Regions from separate parts of the Mus musculus genome. Here region 2 is linked to region 1. A link is a contact called in public promoter capture Hi-C data. All regions are on one chromosome and are shown on one strand. The core of a region is the stretch at or near the end of the contact, and the rest is flanking DNA. Distances in the headings are between cores, read along the strand shown.

Region 1 (4,304 bases), core at 856-3,355:
GCTGCAAGGAAACACCATGACAAGAAGAGTGTGGGGGCCCAATCACAAAGGAACTTGCACAATATGTACTCACTGATAAGTGGATAATAGCCCAGAAACTTAGGATACCCAAGATATAAGATACAACTTGCCAAACGCATGACATTCAAGAAGAACGAAGACCAAAGTGTGGACACTTTACCCTTTCTTAGAAATGGGAACAAAACACCCATAGAAGGAGTTACAGAGACAAAATTTGGAGCTGTGACGAAAGGATGGACCATCTAGTGACTGCCATATGCAGGGATCCATCCCATAATCAGCTTCCAAATGCTGACACCATTGCATACACTAGCAAGATTTCGCTGAAAGGACCCAGTTATAGCTCTCTCTTGTGAGACTATGTTGGGCCTAGCAAACACAGAAGTGGATGATCACAGTCAGCTATTGGATGGGTCACACGCCCCCTAATGGAGGAGCTAGAGATATTACCCAAGGAGCTATAGGGAACTGCAACCCTATAGGTGGAACAACAATATGAACTAACCAGTACCCGGGAGCTCTTGTCTTTAGCTGCATATGTATCAAAAGATGGCCTAGTCGGCCATCACTGCAAAGAGAGGCCCATTGGACTTGCAAACTTTATATGCCCCAGTACAGGGGAACGCCAGGGCCAAAAAGGGGGAGTGGGTGGGTAGGGGATTGGGGGGGTGGGTATGGGGGACCTTTGGGATAGCATTGAAAATGTAAATGAGGAAAATACCTAATTTTTAAAAAATCAGTAAAAAAAAAAAAAAAAAAAAAAAAGAAGAAGAAGAGTGTGGGGGAGGAAGGTGTTTATTTGGCTTACACTTCCAGATCATGGCCTATCATTGGTGAAAGTCAGGACAGGAACTCAAGCAGGGATGGAACCTGGAGGCAGGAGCGGATGCAGTGGCCATGGAGGGGTGCTGTTTACTGGCTTACTTCCACTGGCTTGCTCAGCCTGCTTTCTTAGAGAACTGAGGACTACCAGCTCAGAGGTGAAACCATCCATGGTGAGCTGGGTCCTCCCTCGTTGATCACTAGTTGAGAAAATGCCTTAGAACTAGATCTCATGGAGGCGTTTCCTGGAATCTTTTTAATCACTGCTAATTTCTTAGCTCTATCTAACCACCATCAATTGTCACAGAAATGCTAAGGTTTCACTTCAATAGTTTGGTATCTTATTAATCACAGCTGATTCTTGAGCCCCACCTAACCAGAACACAGAATCTGAAATCAAAATAGCACATGGCCCTGATAGAGTCTTTAAATTTTCCTCTGAGGCTTCACAAGCCAAGCCTTCATCTTCTGCACTGCTTAAAAATTCTTATCTTCCTAACCCCTAAACAACATCCCACTGGAGTCTGGAGAGATGGCTCAGCAGTTAAGAGCACTGACTGTTCTTCCAGAGGTCCTGAGTTCAATTCCCAGCAACCACATGATGGGTCACAACCATTTGTAGTAGTATTTGATGCCTTCTTCTGGTGTGTCTGAAGACAGCTACCGTGTACTCACATAAAATAAATAAATGAATCCTTAAGAAAAAACAAAACCAACCAACAAACAAAAGAACATTCCAATGAGCTCTCAACACTCAATGGTTCTTCTAGCCCAAAGTCTCAAAGTTCTTCCACAATCCTCCCCAGAACATAGTCAGGTCTGCAATATCCCACTCCTGGTACAAACTTCTGACTTAAGAGTTTTATTGCTGGCTGGGCGTGGTGGCGCACACCTTTAATCCTAGCACTCGGGAGGCAGAGGCAGGTGAATCTCTGAGTTCGAGGCCAGCCTGGTCTACAAAGTGAGTTCCAGGACAGCCAAGGCTATTCAGAGAAACCCTGTCTCGAAAAACCAAAATAAATAAATAAATAAAATGTTTTATTGCTGTGAAGAGAAACCATGACCACAGCAACTCTTATAAAGGAAAACATTTAATTACAGTTGAGAGATTTAGTCCATTATCATCATGGCAGAAAACATAGCAGTATGCAGGCAAACATGGTGCTAGAGAAAGAGCTGAAAGTTCTACATCTTGTTCTGCAGGCAACAGGAAACGGATGACACACTGATCAGACTTGAACTTAGAAGGTCACAAAGCCCACTTCCTCCAACAAGGCCACACTTCCTAATAGTGCCACTCACTCCCGATGGGCTAAGTATTCACACACATGATTCTATGGGGGCCATTTCTATTCAAGCCACCACAACCAGCAATGACTTCTTTGAATCTTCTCCCTTTGACCTTCTCAAATTGTCATTTATATTAGCTTCATGTGCAGAGCTGGAGGAGGCACACAGCAAGCATGCAAAATGTCTTTGCCTGTCCTCTTGAAGAAACAGCTAAAGTTGCTAAGCATAGTGGCACACGCCTTTAATCTTAGCACCTGGGAGACAGAGGTAGGTGGATTTCTGTTAATTGGAGGCCAGTCTGGTCTACAAAGCAAGTTCCAGGACAGCCATGATTATGTAGAAATAACCGTTTCTGGGAATACTTCTCGTTTTCAGAGACCAAAGTGTAACTGTAATTCTCGGGGGCCTTTTCTTCACCCCTTTTCTTCTCAAATAATGACGGGGCATTTCTATGCCTGCTCTAGCCCAGTTTAGTTCCTGAATAAATGGCACAGAGACCTGATATTTTTATTAACAAGCTTCAAACACTAAGGTGGGCAGGTTCTGAGCTATTCTAACCCAACTAAGCTGCTACTACCCAGCCTCATGTCCTGTCACTTGCCATCTGAGTCTTGCCCTGGCTCGCTCTGGTTCATGTGTGTCCTCATGGCTACTCTCTCATTATGATCTCATGACCTCAGGGCAAATCTTCATGGTCCATCCACATAGTCTCTCCCTCTTGTCTCTTTTGGGGAACCCCTAACTGGGATTCTCTTCTGCCCAGCTAATTCTCTGATCAGCTCTTTATTAATCAATCAGAGGCGATGGAAAAGAATTTTTACACAACATTGAGAAAGGAGATGCTTGACCATGCCAGCTTCCGGGCTACAACCAGATGTCTGGGCATAAAAATCAGCATCTGGATACATAGTGCACAAACCTCCAATGCCTAACTTTCCTCCTACTTTGCAACCAAGTTAATAATGTGCCTGGAGACCATTGAAATTATGGACTCAAGCTGGAGAGATGGCTCAACTGTTCAAGGCCAGACTTGGAACCAAAAAGACAAAACTAGTCAATCATGAATGGCTCAGACTCACACAAATAAGAGCCCCGAATAGCAGGGTGTCAAGGGGTGTAAGAGAGGGATCAGCGATGGGAAATGAAGACAAACGCCAATGCTGGGTCTTGCATAAACTAAAACTTATGCTAAGCAAGTTTATTTAGAAGTATAGCATCACATATGCCATTTTTAGGAAGAGACTGGGACAGAGTTCGGAGAAAGCTAAATCAAGCAACTTGAACACAAGGATACTTAAGTACTGATAACCAAATCCCTTCAAGGGGAAAAAGCCAGTTTCCCAGGACCTGAAACCTTTACTCCTTCAAGGCCCTGGCCTTGGCCCCGGCCCCAGCCCAGCCTTGCCAAGTCCACTCCTGGGTGAGGACACAGAGCTAGCTTCCATTTGTCCTTTCATCAGGACCTCTGAGAAAGCCTGGGATCCCAGCTCATGACAGACTGATGCCAGCCAGCGAGGGAAAACAAGGTCAGTGCCTGCATTAGGAAAAAAAAAAAAAAAAAAACTAAGCAGGAGCTAGGGAGACAGCTCAGTCTGGGAGGCCCTGCGACCTCCACAGCCAGCAGAATGACATCTGTGAGAGGCGAGAAGGCACTTCAGTTCAGCATGACGAAGTAGCTGGTGTTGGTTCAAACTTCAGCAGTCTGACCCGCACGTGGTTTATTGGAGGTATATTCAAGCACAGAGCAGTTTGCCAAAAACGTTTCTGGTGATAATTAATCCAATCCCATAACAAAGTATATACATAAACGTCTTTGAAGGACACCGTAAGCTAAATAAAGATCAGATGTGACTACATCAAAACTCTTTAGTAAAGTACCTGTGACGCTTTCTACAGATTCTGCGGATTAACTGAGAGGAGCAAGCTTTTGCTAAGGCTCTGGGGGGAGGATCCAGTCTGGTGTCCAAGGCCTCCAGGTTAGCATGCACAGCCACTCGCAGCCTTCTGGGTGGGTATCAAGCATTGAATTCCTTCTCTTGAAGGAACAACATTCCAGGTTCCCCCACGGCTTATCTGTGGTCACAAGGACCTCCGTGCCTTCTACAGCTTAGGAACTGAGTGCTGGCTGCTCTTTCGGAGGACCTGGGTGTGGTTCCCAGTACCCACATGGT
Region 2 (4,204 bases), core at 1,667-4,166, 46 kb before region 1:
GGTTGCCTCCATATACCTCAGCCACGTTCTCAAGTCCTAGAAGAAAGAAGAATGAGTGGTTAGGAGGAAGGAGGCTTCATCTTGGGTCTCTTGTTCCCCAAGACCACAGTCCATTCCTACACAGCCACTCAGAAGACAGTGGATGGGCCATCAAAGAAGGACTGGCGAGGTGGCCGCGGCGCTCACCAAAACATCATCCCATCGTCCACTGGGGCTGCCAAGGCTGTAGGCAAAGTCATCCCAGAGCTCAAAGGGTATGTAGATACAAGCCAGGAACCAGGGTGGACACACACCCTAGGAAAACCTCACTGGCCCCAAGGCATGGGGACAATGGGAGTAGAAGACCTTTGGCTCTGACTCCCACCCTTACTCTGGAATTCTCCAGGAAGCTAACAGGAATGGCATTCCGGGTGCCAACCCCAAACGTGTCAGTTGTGGACCTGACCTGCCGCCTGGCCAAGCCTGCTTCTTACTCGGCTATCACGGAGGCTGTGAAAGCTGCAGCCAAGGGACCTTTGGCTGGCATCCTTGCTTACACAGAGGACCAGGTAGGGACTGAGGAAACCTTGGGGGGGTGCTCTGGGGAGGGACTTGGGAAATCCCACTCACCAGGAAGCTATTCTGCATGGGCCAAGCTGCAGACCAGCTGTCCAGGTGTTTCACACCCAAGGAGTTGCAGGCCAGCCAGGACTACACAATGAGACCCTATCTCAAACACAGCTTTCCCTGCAAGCCTGGGAAAGTGGGCCTTCCTGCCTCGGTGTCTTGACCAGATGTTTCTTTGATCTAACGATGCTGCTTTTCTGCACCATGGTGACTGGAAGTCACTTGTGTAACCCATAGCACATACTGTCCAAGAAAACAGCGAACTAAGAGCTAAAATGGAGCTTTCGCTAATAATTTTATATATTCACCATTGCTCTGTTCAGACACACCAGAAGAGAGGGCATCAGACCCCATTACAGATGGTTGTGAGCCACTGTGTGGTTGATGGGAATTGAACTCGGGACCTCTGGATGAGCACTCAGTGCTCTTAACCACTGAGCCATCTCTCCGGCCCCAGAAGGCTCTTAATACACTCCTGAACAAAAGACAGCAGTTCTCATTTTCTGGATTCACACCCAGGGGCCAGGCCAGGTCAGACACCTTTACTGAACAGACTATCTTAGGTGTGGAGGCACAGGCACTCAGGTGATAGAAGCAGTAGACTTCTATGAATGTGAGGGCAGCCCTCTATATAGTGAGTTCCAGAGCTATATAGCAAACCCTGTATCAAAAAAAAAAAAAAAAAAAAAAAAGTCACCTCCACCTTAGTGAAGTTCCCTGGCATTTGGCTTTTACAGGTCCACTCTCAAATGCCAAGATGTCATTTGAATGGGTCAGATCAAATCAGCCCCAATGCCAACCCACCCCCAACCCCCTGTGTTCCTAAGGGCTACAGCCCCCAAGATCTGTGTCTGTAGCTCCTTCCCTCTGCTCCCAAGACCCAGCCTCGTGCCAGTCATCGCTTCATGTAACGTTTAATGCAACCTCATTAGGGTATTGTGATCTGTATCCTCTTCCCCCGTGTGGGTACATGCAGATGCACGGGGCACATGTACCGGTACACCAGGTACAGGTGATAAACATGTCTTCCTCCATTGCACTCCACTTGTTACCGAGGCAAGATGTAAGGTAGCTTGACAACTAACTAATCTAGCTAGTCATCTTGTTCCAAGGAGCCTCAGTCTGGAGCTGGACTGCTGGGCCTATAAGTGTCCATCAACCGCCCAGCCTCTATATGGATTCTGCGGATCCAAACACAGAAAGCTCACGCTTATGTGACAAGCACTTTTATCCACTGAGCTCCCCTGCTGTGTCCCTGAGACAAAGGTTCCACCTGCCTTGATCACATTCTGTCACCAACACAAAAGGTCTCTGTCCAGTATACCAGATGAGTGACTGACAATGTGGTTTGAGAGTCTGGGTTCCTGGAGATCTTTGCTCGACTACATTTATCTTTGAAATTGTCACGCAGGTGGTCTCCACGGACTTTAACGGCAATCCCCATTCTTCCATCTTTGATGCTAAGGCTGGAATTGCCCTCAATGACAACTTCGTGAAGCTTGTTGCCTGGTAAAGGGGAAAGATGCCAGAGGATAGTGGGGGAGGCTGACAAGAGGGCGAGCGCGCGAGTGCGTACACGTACACACACACACACACACACACACACACACACACACACACACACACACGCCTGGTAAAGGGGAAAGATGCCAGAGGATAGTGGGGGAGGCTGACAAGAGGGCGAGCGCGCGAGTGCGTACACGTACACACACACACACACACACACACACACACACACACACACACACACACACACACACGCCTGGTAAAGGGGATAGATGCCAGAGGATAGTGGGGGAGGCTGACAAGAGGGCGAGCGCGCGAGTGCGTACACGTATACACACACACACACACACACTGACGCCTCCTTCCTCGCCTCCTCAGGTACGACAACGAATATGGCTACAGTAACCGAGTGGTCGACCTCCTCCGCTACATGTTTAGCCGAGAGAAGTAACACAAAAGGCCCCTCCTTGCTCCCCTGCGCACCTCGCGTTCCTGACTTCGGCTTCCACTCAAAGGCGCCGCCACCGGGTCAACAATGAAATAAAAACGAGAATGCGCACAGCTTTGCCCTCTTGTCTCTGCGCCGATCACCTTGCGTTCAGGGCGGGGTTCAAAGTTCTCGGATGAGCGAGAAGAGGTGGCGCTTGGCTCCGAGCCGAGTGGGAGAGGGAAAGCGCTGTCTGAACACAAGGTCTTCAACGGTGTAAGCAAGGCTCTGGAAGTCCCTGCAACACAGCCGGAGCTGGGCGCTCTGACGTCACTGCACGCGACGTACCAGGCCGGACTACAGTTCCCATAAGGCCGCGCGCGGGCCACGGCAAAGCAGGTGGGCGCCAGGCCCCGGTGCCGGCGAGGCCGACTAGAGGAGACGCTGCGCCTGGCGAGTCCCGCATTTGCGGGACCGGGCGGCTGGCGTCATGACCCTGTTCCACTTCGGGAACTGCTTCGCCCTCGCCTACTTTCCCTATTTCATCACGTACAAATGCAGCGGCCTGTGAGTGCAGGGCGGGCGCGGGGTGGAGAGGGTGCGGGACCCGGGCCGACCCCTCACCGCCGGCTTCTTCAGGTCTGAATACAACGCCTTCTGGAAATGCGTCCAGGCCGGGGTCACCTACCTCTTTGTGCAGCTATGCAAGGTGAGGGACTCCCGGACTCCACGTGTCTGGCCTCCAGGCATTCCAGATCTCAGGGGCCTGACTCTGCAGCTGTCACCTTCCATAGGACCACCCTCGAGACAACGCTTAGGGACTATGCCCGAATACCTTAGAAGGGATGCAAGGCCAGAAAGGCCCTGATGCAACTTTTTCTTACAACTGTTGTAAAATGAGAAAACCTCTTAGTGCGATATTTCACCCACAGGGTGTCGCAGGGTGCTGCCTAGGCATTTTTAGACATCAGATTCCCCCGTGAACTTCTAGACTTTTAGAAACCAGGCCACTTGCCCTCTATCTCCCAAGATCACGTGATCTTGCCACTTACACCTAGAATGACCCCTAGAACCCAGCGTCATATCCTCTACTTGCACACTTACTTTCCACAGTATCCACATAGTTTTTTGTTTGTTTGTTTCGGTTTTTAATCTCCCTCACCTTCCAGTGACCTTTCTACTTTCTGATCTCAGATGTTGTTCTTGGCCACTTTCTTCCCCACCTGGGAAGGTGGCATCTATGACTTCATTGGGGTAAGTTGAACAAGGGAAGGGCAAGGAAGAGTGCAGGAGTCGGTTCACCTGGTCCCCGTGTTTACTCGAGCCTCTACCTGACCCACAGGAATTCATGAAGGCCAGTGTGGATGTGGCAGACCTGATAGGCCTAAACCTTGTCATGTCTCGGAATGCAGGCAAGGGGGAGTACAAGATTATGGTTGCTGCCCTGGGCTGGGCCACTGCTGAACTCATTATGTCCCGGTGTGTGGAGCAAACTGGAGCCCAGACTTCCGGGAATGGACAGCTGGGTCCCACAGGGGTGCTGAGGGGAGGTGATCAGAGGCTGGGTGCTGGGGGTGGGGGAGTCTGGGTACTAGAGACTGCCTCCTTTTGCCTTCCTCAGATGCATCCCCCTCTGGGTGGGAGCCCGAGGCATTGAATTTGACT

What was found. Promoter capture Hi-C pulls out the DNA fragments that hold promoters and counts their contacts.
Region 2: a promoter capture Hi-C map of the HPC-7 cell line shows a contact between it and region 1. The contact joins the promoter of Tmem147 here to the enhancer-like site in region 1. A contact is called at or near these places in 26 of 39 promoter capture datasets (the 3T3-L1 cell line, 3T3-L1-derived adipocytes, the C10 cell line and 16 more), 1 of 15 datasets of contacts at CTCF or cohesin (pro-B cells), 37 of 484 Hi-C or Micro-C datasets (3T3-L1-derived adipocytes, the AML12 cell line, the C10 cell line and 23 more), 10 of 115 datasets of contacts at active chromatin or transcription factors (the 230-238 cell line, the HPC-7 cell line, the SCID.adh cell line and 4 more) and 4 of 9 other capture datasets (adipose tissue, embryonic stem cells, liver and 1 more).

What each region holds. Positions count from the first base shown.
Region 1 is chr7:30,681,427-30,685,730 of GRCm38.p6, reverse strand. No RefSeq gene overlaps it. Among named protein-coding and RNA genes, the nearest start is that of Pmis2, 12 kb to the right of the region's middle. Within about 2 kb of position 2,105, at least 16 of the 459 cell types and tissues checked have an H3K27ac peak or open chromatin away from gene starts, as enhancers often do. A contact at or near this core is called in the HPC-7 cell line, bone marrow-derived macrophages and hematopoietic stem and progenitor cells, where this site is marked.
Region 2 is chr7:30,728,246-30,732,449 of GRCm38.p6, reverse strand. It overlaps Tmem147 (transmembrane protein 147), which reads left to right and starts at 2,916. Exons shown (of 7, transcript NM_027215.2): 1 at 2,916-3,106; 2 at 3,179-3,248; 3 at 3,734-3,793; 4 at 3,882-4,018; 5 at 4,161-4,204. The coding sequence starts at 3,030. It overlaps Gapdhs (glyceraldehyde-3-phosphate dehydrogenase, spermatogenic), which reads left to right. Exons shown (of 11, transcript NM_008085.2): 8 at 103-254; 9 at 386-548; 10 at 2,018-2,115; 11 at 2,491-2,671. The coding sequence ends at 2,563.